2 separate regions of the Mus musculus genome follow, and region 2 is linked to region 1. A link is a contact called in public Hi-C data. All regions are on one chromosome and are shown on one strand. Each heading gives the region's core, a stretch centred on a gene start, on an enhancer-like site or on the middle of the called end of the contact. The rest is flanking DNA. Distances are from core to core; before and after follow the strand shown. Region 1 has its middle 39 kb from the start of Ripor2. Region 2 overlaps Ripor2 (RHO family interacting cell polarization regulator 2).

Region 1 (6,262 bases), core at 2,318-4,817:
GCCAAGGATGCAATTATACCAGATGTTAGTAGCTTCAGATGCAAAAAAGCTTGAGTAGGGAGGGGCTACCTGCTGAATAGGGAGGGGCTACCTGCCGAGTGCAGAGCAGCCACTCTGTGTGTTAGCTGGTATTTGATCTAACTTGCCAGTCTTTCCTCAAGGGCATTTCATTCTGGCACTCTGTGTGTGCTAAAGCTATCTTAACAATATAACCACTGCCCAGGCAACTTAGACAGCAAAGGTTTATTTTTTCATGGTGCTTAATGTTCTAATCCAAGATCAAGGCTTCAGATGGACAGGAAAAGATCCTTTTCCCCCCTCCCATCTTGTTTAAGTTCATAGCTGAGACCCCTGTATACAGAGACAGAAGAACTAGAGAAAAACACTCAAATGAACTTAATATAAGCCCTACAGGACACAAGGGTTTTCAGGAATGAAAACTCTTTGTTCTAAAACAGAGAAACCTGTGCCTACTTATGCTATGGACTGATGAAGAGCTGAACAGAGAGGTGATTGGGTAAGAGAAGTCTGATTTACGCTGGGAGCTGGGGTAGCTGAGTGTTGAGTTTCTCTGTGTCTGTAAAAAATAAGAGCATTCAGACTGGAGAGATGGCTCAGTGGTTAAGAGCACTGACTGCTCTTCCAGAGGTCCTGAGTTCAATTCCCAGCAACCACATGGTGGCTCACAGCTACTTGTAATGGGATCTGATGCCCTCTTCTGGTTTGTCTGAAGACAGCTACAGTATATTCCTATAAGTACAATAAGTAGATCTTCCTTATAAATAGAAGAACATTCCTTCTTGTGCAGAGAACGGACTTCTCAGCGGGGGTCTTATGTTGGCTTTGGAGAAGGACAAGGGGAAGGTGAAACCAACCCAGTTCACCTTTGTTGTTGTTGGTTTTATTTTTCAGTACTAAGGGGCTGTAGCTAGAGCTTTCATACAAGCCGGGCAGTCCCTATCACAGGCTATTTTCCCAGCCAGAACTCATCTTCCTCAGACTGAGCTGTTTCTTTAAATGCCACAGTGCCATATTTTGGCATTGCATGAACTGAAACACATCACAGTGGATTCTGTGAGGGCTCCCTTCTTGCCCTCAGCTGCCCTACTTCCTGGTGTATGCTTTAAAGATGGAGCTCTCTGGCATATCCTTGTACAAGGACACTAGTTGCATTAGATCAGGGACCCACCCCACCCCAGCCTTAGGACTTCGTTTACCTTTACTTTCATATTCCAGATATAGCCATAACTAGGGGACTAGAGCTTTCAGTATGACATGGGGAATGGGAAGATGAAGCAATCTAGTCAACCAATGAATGTGCCCAGCACTTCCTTCTATGGTACACCCACATCAACTCTATGACTACTACCGTTCACCTGGGTCATATGTCTTCTTAAAGCTTTCAGGGAGCAGACCTCATGCTCAATTTTTGTCCACTACAATGCTGGAATCCTGTCCAGACCTACTTATAAGGGGCAATTGTTTTTCTTTTTTAATCAATTTACTTATTTTATGTATATGAGTATACTGCAGCTATACAGATGGTTATGAGCCTTCATGTGGTTGTTGGGAATTGAATTTTGGGACCTCTACTTGCTCTGGTCAGTCCTGCTTAGCCCCGTTCACTCCAGTCGACTCTGACCGCTCAGGCCCAAAAATTTATTGATTATTATATATGAGTTCACTGTAGCTGTCTTCAGACACACCAGAAGAGGGTGTCAGATCTCATTACCGATGGTTGTGAACCACCATGTGGTTGCTGGGATTTGAACTCAGGATCTTCGGATGAGCAATCAGTGCTCTTACCCTTTGAGCCATCTTGCCAGCCATGTTTTTTGTTTGTTTATTTGGATTTTGGTTTTGGATTGTTGTTGTTGTTTTGGGTTTTTGGGTTTTTTTTTTTTTTTTTTTACAGGTCCTATCTTTATTCACTTCTTCCTAAAATAAGTAAGGTAACACTCACTTTAGGGAAGAGACAGAGAACCAACCACAAAATCAAATGACATTTGTTTCCAAAATGTAATTGCCACACTGCAGAATGTATCTCTCTTGCTGTCATGGTCCTGGATGTTCCACACTTAGCTGTTGCTTCTCACAGGACTGCTGGGGCTTCACTTAATGGTTAACAGAGTCTCAGTCTCAACTGTAACAAACAGAGTAAAGAGAAAGGAGCCGCACTGGCGACTACTAATGTCTTCTAGCATGGCTGATGCTCTCTTCCCTGTGCACCCTATGTGTGAGCTTCAGAGTGGTCAAGGATCAGGGACTGAAGGTACCTTTCAACAACAGATACATCTTGTTCTTGAGTTTCCATGGTAACTCTGCCCTGTACCTTCGAGATTTCCTTCTCTACATTTGTTTGCTGACTGCCAAAAAGGGGTCTGCGATGTTTACTCAAGTCGTTGGCTTTCTTCAAAAATGTGTCAGACATATCTTCAGTATTTTCAAGCTTGGTTTCATGATCTGCTATACCTGTCTGTAAAATCTTCATTTGCTGCTGTTATAAAACCGAGGTGTTCTTCTTGGCCCCTTGTGCTGCCCACCTCATCTAGACACTTCTGGTATAGGGACCCATACCTTTCACAGTACACAGACTCAAGCTCCTGCCTTGACTTCTGCTGAGCTTTCAGAATACCCTGGAGGCTTTCATTCAGGTTTCTGAAAGAGGCATTTACATCCTTTTCAAACTGCTTCCTCTTTTCCATAAGAAACTAAGTAGCATCACCTTAGAAATCCTGCATCCTCTTCTGAACAGGCTCGGGGCCTCTTGCACATCTGAATCTGAGCAATGACTGCCCATCTCACTGGTACCAACTACTGGATTGTCCGCAGGGTTGACTGCATCTCGGTTCTTGGAGTCTTCTGATGGAGGGTCTTATCTACCCTCGGGCACTTGGCACTTTACTTCATGGCCTTCTGTTCCTTGCTTGACATGGCTGGAACCTTCCTGGGTCAGACAGAACTCCATTCAGGGTGGGCACGGCTATTTGGGGCAATTGTAAAAATTAAAGAAATAGTGTGAGCTCTTTTGTTAAAATAACCATGATTGAAAATTAAATTCTACAAATGTAGAAATGAATAAATAAGATTTAAAACGATGCTACATAATGTCTGATACCCATCAGTCTCCACTTACTACACTGGAACCTAAAAACCAAGAGATGGATATTCCTGTTTCTCACACAAAAGTGCGCCTTCATTAGCATTAATATTGTATTGTAAAGTGCAATGGTAGAGACACCATCAAGTGGTGAGCTACTGTACACCCAGTACAGTAACCCTACCCAGATTTGTGTTCAGCAAGGCTAGGTTTCTTTGAAATTAATAGAGAAAGTATGCATGCTATAGACATTAGTACACACTGCAAATCAGGGCCCCTGGTCAGAACTCCTCTTTAGTCTCCATCAGCATGTCACTCTGAGTACTGTCATCAGAATCCAGGGCTGGGTGCCCAGTGAATGTTGAAAGGATGGTGGGGAGAAAAGAATAATGCAGGGTTGAAGAGGCTGAGAGCGACAACAGGAGGATGCTGGAAGGGTGGGGCATCACTCCTGCCCGCACCTTTCCGACCACACAGCCTGCAGCCTCAGCTGTGCTGTTTCCTCTGCGGTAGCTTTCTCATGTTGGCTCCTGCACATTGTGCAAAAGAGCACAATGTGGTCCAGCGACTGTGTGCTTCCTATTTCTGAACTCTGTTGCTTCATCGCATTTCAAAAGAGGTGTAAATTTTACAATCCGGTTCATTCCATTAGAGATAGCGATGTGGCAATGCTCACTGCAGAATCTGTATTTACCATACACAACTATTTACTACTAGATCCAGAGGAAGGTAGGCAGGGCGGGGTCGCTCTGTGGCAAGGTGGCCTTCACCACAAGTTCCGTTCCCATGTGCCCTCTTTCCAGTGCTGTGCAGAAAAGAGAACTAGATTGTGCCCTCCAAAATGGCTACTGTGCATAGAAGACCAGTGGAAATTATGCTCAGAAATTGCCAAAGCCAATGCTGGAAATAGCTACCACCAAAATATTGTATGAGTGCTTATGGGCAGTATTTCCTCAGAGCATTTGTAATGTATATATATGTTTGTCTATTAAGCATTTTACAGTTTTCAGGGCTAGGAATGTGGCTCGGTGGTAGAATACTCACCTACAATGCATAAAGCTCTAGTTTTTATCCCCATCATTGAAAAAAATGTATGTATGTATGTGTGTGTGTGTGTGTGTATATATATATATATACACATATATATACATATATACACATATATATATATACATATATACACACACATATATATACATATATATATACATACATATATATACATACATATATGTACATGTAGGCATATGTGTATATTAAACAGTTTTTGTTCTTGTTGTTTTCTTTTTATTTTTAAGGAGATTTTGTTATGTAGCCCAGGCTAGCCTAAAAACTCACTGTGTAGCCCAGGCTGTCCTTGAACACATGACAATCCTCCTGCTTCAGCCTTCTGAGTGTTGGGATTATAGACATGAGCCACTATAAGCAGCCAAAATAGATTTTGAAACAGGGTCTCACTGTGTAGCCCAGGACAGCCTCAAATTCAAGATTCACTTACCACAGTCTGCCAGCTGGTGGAATTGCAGGTTTGTGCTATCACACTTGGCTAGTTCCCTTTTGTTACATCAAAATGGGGGAATAACTAGGAAAATCAAAAATGAGGCTGAATCCCCAAACAACAGCAAAGGGTGGAAAGAAAATGGTAGAGAAAAGTGTATTATCACTACAAACATGTTTAGAATTCTTTAGTAAGCTGCTTTCAGTGGCACCCTTTCCTGGGAGAAATATCTTTGTCAATAAAATTGGAGGTTCCTAGTCCCATGTTTGGCAGACAAAATCATGTCAACTCATGCGCTGGATGACTGATTAGAAGAGAACATGTCTGTTCAGCCCTCTTGCACCAGGACTTGGGGTGGCACAATGTATGTCCTCTGTATCCTATATGCATGCTTTGATTCTTAGATAGATAGATAGATAGATAGATAGATAGATAGATAGATAGATAAAATACTTGTGAGACTGGAGAACTGTTCCCATGGTTAAACACTTGCCAGCAAATTCTGTGTGTGAGAATGGGAGTTCAGATCCCCAGAAACCCATGTAAATGCCATGTGGGTGTGGTGGCCTGACTGTGATTTCAGCCTCAGAAGGTAGAGACGGGAGAGTCCCAGAGGAACCTGGCTCCCAACAGTAGACGTATCCACAAGCTCTGGGTTTCCCTGCGAGCCTGGGTTTGACTGAAAGACCTTTCCCCAGTGAGTAAAGTGGAGGAGCCAACAAGGATGATTCCCTACACCACTCTCTGCTCTCCACATGCACACACACATACATCCGTACACATGGTACCTCCCCCATGCTAACACACATATACACATGTGCATGCATCACAAACATACACACACAAACACACACTGGAGAAAGAAATATACTTGAAATGCAAACTGCATCTGCACTGAACATGGGCAGTCGTTTCTTGTTACTTTTCCCCAAAGCAACATGGCATCCACATAGCATTTTCGTTACTCAGTGTTATAAGTGACTTAGGGATGGTTACACGGTAGAGAAGTTGGTGCTGGTTATATGTGATTAATATATAGAAGCCATGAGCACTCATGGGTTTTGGTTTCCCAGAGATCCAGGATCCAGTTACTATGGACACTGAGGATGACTAATCAGAAGTACATCTTTCCACTGGGACTCTCTGGGTCAAGCCCTGTAGTGATGGACCTTTCACACAAGGTTGGACAGTGTAATCAAGTTTCCTACATGTAAAGAATGTTACCAACCATCCTGACCTATGCTTTGGTAGCCACTGCTCTCTTAGATGTCATCCCTCCTTGACGTGACCCTCCTACGTATCTGGTGATCCTCAGAGAATGTCTGGGAACTGATGGCTTGTTCATCTGGAAAACGTCCAAAATATCTGTGAAGACTGACTGGCATCAGGCCTCCAGGGAGCGTCTCAAATAGTCTTTGTCTTATAGGCCTCACACTAGAGTGGGTAGACTGCCTTATGAACTGAGAGACCAGACCTGGACTTTTGGGTCCAGTGTCAAGGCTAGGCTATGAGACTTAGTTCCAAGACTGAAGGATCAGCAAAGAAAGTAGGAAATTTGAGACCCCAGAACCAAGCATGAAGCCCTGTGCCCCGAGCTGTGACATGTGCCCTGAGCTCTGACATGGAATGCCTGTCCTTCTGGCTTTGCACCTGAATTTATTTTC
Region 2 (6,262 bases), core at 1,117-3,616, 83 kb after region 1:
ACTGTTTTCTTAATTGTTTTTAATTTAGCAAGTAAAAGATACATATGAATGCATAGTATATAACATGATATTATGAAACAGGCACACACTAGAGAGTAGCTGACCCAGCATGTTTAACCTGGAGCGTGGATCTCTTCCTATTTAGTGTGCATGGCTGATTCTCTGTCACAATGCCTTTTTGTACAGTCCCGAGTCTGTTCTTAGAACATCCACACTCTAGAGATGTCTGACTACTTTGATATCATCTAACTTGTCCACCTAAGCCCCAGCTATCCCATGCACCCGGAGCGGTGTGTCGTGCTGCCTGTCCTGCAGCGGGTACTGTGTACTCGTGGAAGACAGGAACATGCCTCTCGTTCAATGTTATCATTGCCGAGACGTCTTGTGCCACCGTGCAGAGGAATGCAGATCTGACATCATTTCCTATGCTCTTTGCAGAACATGTGTGCCATTGAAGCGGAGTTGGAGAGTCTGCTGGGAGAATTCTCCATCAAGATGAAAGGTAATCTGTCCTTGTTCAGAGAGGGATAAAGGTGCCATGTCGTCCACAGAGCTTCATGAGAAGGCATGTCATTGCAAAGACATGGGGTTGCCTGCTCTTGGGCCTTCCACCATGATGATTTCTTGATGGGTCTCTTCTTGTACCTTGCCTTCGCATTTGAAAATGGTGTCTATTAGATGAGTGAAACAACAAACCTCGGAATCCATCCCACGACTCAGTAATCACCAAGGCTTTGCCACTTTTTCTTTTCCCTTTGATGAACTAGAAAACTCCAGAGGAGGAAAAGCCAAGTATGTCACTCCACTGATCAGCACCTGTAAACTTCAGTACAGTTCTGAAAGAATAGGGCCATCTTACGTAATGTAACCGCAGTGCCTCAGCCCGTTGTCCCATTATCGCATCTAATGAAATTAGCAAGTCTTTGTTATTAACCTAGTTCATTGGCAGATATCCCCAGCTGTCTCACAAATGCTTCCTAGAGTTGTGTTGCTTCAATTAGGACCCACACAAGGTCCATGTGTTATAATTAGCTGTCAGTTGGGCTCCCTTTAATCTAACACAAACCCCCATCCAGCCTTCTAGATTACCTGGCAGCCTCTTTACATTGTCATTTAGCCATCTGTTTATTTATCTACTTTGAATATCTTCTTTTTAGTTTGAAGACAAAATCTTTCTGTGTAATTCAAGCTGGTTTCAAACTCACGGCAGTCAATTCTCCTCCTGTGATGGGCCAAGCACTGGGATTATAGGACCGCCTCACCATACCTGTCTCACCTTACCTGTCTCACTATACCCATCTCACCATACCTGTCTCACCAGACCCATCTCACCATACCTGTCTCACCATACCTGTCTCACCAGACCCATCTCACCATACCTGTCTCACCAGACCCATCTCACCATACCTGTCTCACCAGACCCGTCTCACCATATCTGTCTTATCATACCCATCTCACCATACCTGTCTCACCAGACCCATCTCACCATACCCGTCTCACCATACCTGTCTCACCAGACCCGTCTCACCATACCTGTCTTATCATACCCATCTCACCATACCTGTCTCACCATACCCATCTCACCATACCTGTCTCACCTTACCTGTCTCACTATACCCATCTCACCATACCTGTCTCACCAGACCCATCTCACCATACCTGTCTCACCATACCTGTCTCACCAGACCCGTCTCACCATATCTGTCTTATCATACCCATCTCACCATACCTGTCTCACCAGACCCATCTCACCATACCCGTCTCACCATACCTGTCTCACCAGACCCGTCTCACCATACCTGTCTTATCATACCCATCTCACCATACCTGTCTCACCATACCCATCTCACCATACCTGTCTCACCATACCCATCTCACCATACCTGTCTCACCAGACCCATGTCACCACGGCTTGCTGCCACATCAATCACTTCATTTGTCCCTCCACTCCCATGTTGCTGCTGTGAGTCTGTTCGAATCGAGAGCATTGTTACTTTAAGCTACAGCACCTGCAGCCCAAAAGGAAAAAGGAAAACTCTAGCTAGATGTGGTGAGCCTCACACTGCAGTGTCCACAGTGCCCATCAGGGCCGTGGGACAGTGGCATCACAGCCAGCCCTTTTCTCTCCCATGTTTGGCTCATTTAACTGTACTGAGCAGCTGGGCCCCTGCAGTCCTCTCTCTGGGTTGGTTTGCTTGTTTAACAGTTTGATCCTTAGGTCGCTAATGGGCATTATTACCTTACCCACTCTCTGTGATAAGAAGAGTGAAAAGGGGAAACCCCCTCTAAAAGCAGTTCTGGGTGGAGCTGGAGAGATGACATAGTAGTTAAGAACACCAGTGGTTGAAGAGGATGTGGGTTCAGTTCCCAGTGCCTACACGGCAGCTTACAACCACTGGTAACTCCAGTCCCCGGGGATCTGATACCCTCTCTGACCTCCTCAGGCAGCCGGCAAGTGTGTGAAGCACATACATAACGCCTTGCCTGTGATGGACATCTGCATCTTTCTAACTTTCCAGGTCCATTTGCTTCCACTTAAGGTCTCTACCTGAGTTCGTGGTTCAAAACCACTCTGGACCATGCTCCCTCTCAGCAGTTCAGAATCTGCACAGCCAGGACGGAGGTTCTAGAGGTCTCTTTGAACTTTCAGGATGGTTCTGTCAGCGGCCTGATTCATTGCAGTCAAGCATACAAAGCAGAGTTACTTTGCCAGTGTTAACACAAGGATTGCCCACGTCCCAGGGCATGTAGGCCAGCACACAGAGACTGGGGTCAGCACGTGTGTTAACACAGGGCTGCTGAGGCCGTTTCTGATGTTCACTGGTATCAGATGCTTCTGTTTTTGATGAGAGGGATAATTTCTTCCATTTCATGTGTGGACACCAGTAGCCAAAAAGCATTAGATGACGTCTCCAAGGCCACACAGTAAGCTGACATCAGACTTAAAGCTGAATCCTGGGGTCCTGGCTCCTACATTAAGTTACTTTTCCCATCTCTATGACAAATACCTGATTCAAAAGGGAACTTTGGGAAGAAAGGGTTTGTTGTAGTTTATGGCTTGAGTGGGGGACACTTGGTCATGGCGGGAGGGTATAAAAGAGCTCATGGCTGTGGGGGTCTGCAGTTGAGATGCCTTAAATTTCCCAGGACCAGGAGCAGAAAAAGGACAATGCTGATGCTCACCTCACCACCACTCCTGTTTGTTTGTTTGTTTTATTCAGTTTAATATCCAAGCCTGCATTCAGGGTGTGTCTTAACTTCTAAAGATCTTGGAAACACCCTCATGGACATGTCCAAAGGGTTATGCCTCATTAATTCTCAGAGTCTCGTCCTTCCCTTCCCTTCCCTTCCCTTCCCTTCCCTTCCCTTCCCTTCCCTTCCCTTCCCTTCCCTTCCCTTTCATTTCCTTATTTCTGGATGGGGTCTCATTGAGTATTTGTTACATACCTGAAGCTGACCTTGAACTCTTGATATTCTTACCACTCACTACCCACTGAGTGCTAGGGTTATAGTCACTGTTTCGAGCAATAAGGTAGGCATACTTAGTTTGTATAACAAACGTTGTATTTTCTTATGCTGAGGGTCATCACACAAGGTTCACACTGTAAATTCTTAACTATGGTTCTTAGCCTAGCTCTCCAAATCTGCTCACCTGTGAACATAACTTAGCTAAAGGTCTGGTTTCAGTCTCCAACAGTAGTCCTGGCTCAGGAGACTCCCCAGTCTTGTGGGATCCTCACTATTTTTACATGTCTAAAAGGCATTTCTTACTCTGCTCACTATAGTCAGCCACCACCATACCCACTTCTAGGCATTCCTTATTCAAACAATTTGACCATGGAAATTAACCATCACCGCTGCCAGTACATGACCACCTCAATGCCACATTATGAAGAAGTCCTAATAATTGAGCAGACACTATCAACCATCAAATGCCAGTTTTCACTAGAGAAGGGATTCCCATCAGCTTAAAACATAAGCACCTAAAAGGTATGGCATGGGGAAGGGACTACCCACCCACCCACCCACATAATCCAAATCTCAGATCTGGAGGGAGTAAGCTTCTGTCATGGGTGGATGCCCTGGTCACCAACTGTGAACTGAGTGACTTGGGCTGAGACACTGAATGCCTGAGCCATATGCTCTGCTATCCCTCTGCCCACTTTTCTCTTATGCTTCCTTGGTTGCCCTAAACTCAACTTTTATCACCTCTACCCTCCTAACGTAAAAAACCCAGAAACTACAGCTCTGATTAAACACACACACACACACACACACACACACACACACACACACACACACGCCCCGTCCTTTTCTCCCTCCACAAAAGGAGTGAGAAGACATCCCAAATTCTCATGAGCTACTGCTGTCCATTATGTTTGATTAGTATACACCTCAACCTCTACCCTCACCCCTGTTCCCAAAGCCAAGCACTTGCATCACATTCTCAGATCTGACAACCCCTGAGTTCCTCCTGCCACACCCTCCCACACTTCCCTTTTGCTCAACTCCACAACTAACTACAATCTGAAAGGCAGTTGCCCTCGAGATGGTGATGATAAAGACATGGGGACAAGAGCTGCTAAGCTATGCACACCAGCCTCTGTCACTTCATGACCCCAGGACACCACAGTTGTCTGGAGATGCAGGGTGGAGGGGAACCTTTGAGTATCACATCCTCACGCAGTGGGCATACATGAGCAAACACATGACCAGACTGTTGTAGATGCTTGAGCCCAGGATGGATGGAGGGGTTGCTAGGGCAGAGGCAGGAGGATCTGAGTACAAAGCTAGCTGTAAACTGTCTCAAAAGAAAACAGAAAATTAAGTCGGGTCTGCTGGTCCATGCCTATAATCTTAGCACTCTTGAGGCTGAGGCAGGAGGATTGTGAGGTTGTGGCCAGCTTAGGCTTCACAGTGAGACACTGTCAAGAAAGAATGAAAAAGAAAGAAGGAAGGGAAAGGGAAAGGGAAAGGGAAAGGGAAAGGGAAAGAAAAGAAAAGAAAAGAAAAGAAAAGAAAAGAAAAGAAAAGGGCTGGCGAGGTAGCTCAGCGGGTAAGAGCACTGACTGCTCTTCCGAAGGTCCTGAGTTCAAATCCCAGCAGCCACATGGTGGCTCATAACCACCTGTAGTGAAATCTGATGCTCTCTTCTGGCGCTGTCTGAAGACAGCTACAGTGTACTTATATATAATAATAAATAAATCTTTGGGCCGAAGCAAGTAGAATTGATTGGCCAGAGTGAGCAGAGGTCCTAAGAATTCAATTCCCAACAACTACATGAAGGCTCACAACCATCTGTTCAGCAACTATGTACTCAAATACATAGAAATAAATAAATAAATAAATCTTTAAAAAAGAAAAAGAGACAGAGAGAGAAGGAAAGAAAGGCAAGAAGGAGAGAAGGAAGGAAAGAAGAGGAAGGAAGGAAGAGGAACAGAGGGACAGACAGAAAGAAGAAAAGAAAAAATAAAAAATGTTAAGTGAAGGTTCCCACTGAGGAAAGGATGGGGGGGGGGGGTGCAGAGAGCGTCCTGAATAACCTCTGGCTAGAACAACTAAACTGAAAGTCCCTCCTGAAGGCGGGGATGCTGCCCAAAGCTGTCGGGGGGGGGGGGGGGTGCTGTGATCTCTGTGCTCTGTAAAAGTGCTGTGGGGAGCTGTTGAGGCCAGATTCCAAAAACCTGTAAGGACCCAGCTGGATTCAGGACCCCAAATCAGAAAAGAAGCTAAGAACTGCGTGTCTTACAGAAAACTGCTTTTCTTCCCAACGATGACCTCATTCAAATGAGTTCCAGGAGGACACATGTCCAGAGGTCAGTGCTAGCTGGTCACCATGGCCTTTAGGATGAACTGGGAAACCTGCCCAGGAAGCAGGAAGGCCAGTACTAAGACACAGTCCGAGGTACACTCTTAGGAAGGTCATGGCAAAACTGGGAAACAATGGAGTACTTCTATGACCAGAACCGTGTCTGAGCAAAGGCAGCCAGTGGCACGGGGAGCCAGGTGAGCAGCTGTGTGGCTGTAGGTAGCTGGGAGGCTCTATAGCTGTGTAGCTGTAGATAGCTATGAGGTTGTATCTGCAACCTTTCTCCACTGTGATAAATTCTCTGAAAGAAACAACTTAAGAGGAAAACGATCCGTGGCGGCTTAAGATTTGGAGGAGTTTAGTCCACTATGGGAAGGGGAGCTATGGTAGTCGGAGAGGCCGGCAGCTGAGGCAGGGGTTAGAGTGGATCAGGAAGCCAGACACAGGCTGGAA

The links. A called contact is a pair of places that touch in the nucleus more often than the background predicts.
Region 2: a contact with region 1 is called in a Hi-C map of group 2 innate lymphoid cells, with 2.7 times the contacts expected there. The contact joins two enhancer-like sites. A contact is called at or near these places in 11 of 39 promoter capture datasets (3T3-L1-derived adipocytes, the HPC-7 cell line, cranial neural crest and 5 more), 2 of 15 datasets of contacts at CTCF or cohesin (large pre-B cells and pro-B cells), 26 of 484 Hi-C or Micro-C datasets (B cells, CD4 T cells, the CH12 cell line and 16 more), 8 of 115 datasets of contacts at active chromatin or transcription factors (CD8 T cells, bone marrow-derived dendritic cells, effector CD8 T cells and 5 more) and 5 of 9 other capture datasets (adipose tissue, embryonic stem cells, liver and 2 more).

The regions. Positions count from the first base shown.
Region 1 is chr13:24,596,119-24,602,380 of GRCm38.p6, forward strand. It overlaps a transcript of Ripor2 not described here and the pseudogene Gm11346. Among named protein-coding and RNA genes, the nearest start is that of Ripor2, 39 kb to the right of the region's middle. Within about 2 kb of position 3,568, at least 96 of the 459 cell types and tissues checked have an H3K27ac peak or open chromatin away from gene starts, as enhancers often do. A contact at or near this core is called in CD8 T cells, Th2 cells, effector CD8 T cells and 3 more, where this site is marked.
Region 2 is chr13:24,680,190-24,686,451 of GRCm38.p6, forward strand. Ripor2 (RHO family interacting cell polarization regulator 2) reads left to right here. Exons shown (of 23, transcript NM_029679.2): 8 at 439-502. Among named protein-coding and RNA genes, the nearest start is that of Ripor2, 45 kb to the left of the region's middle. Within about 2 kb of position 2,367, at least 25 of the 459 cell types and tissues checked have an H3K27ac peak or open chromatin away from gene starts, as enhancers often do. A contact at or near this core is called in CD8 T cells, Th2 cells, effector CD8 T cells and 3 more, where this site is marked.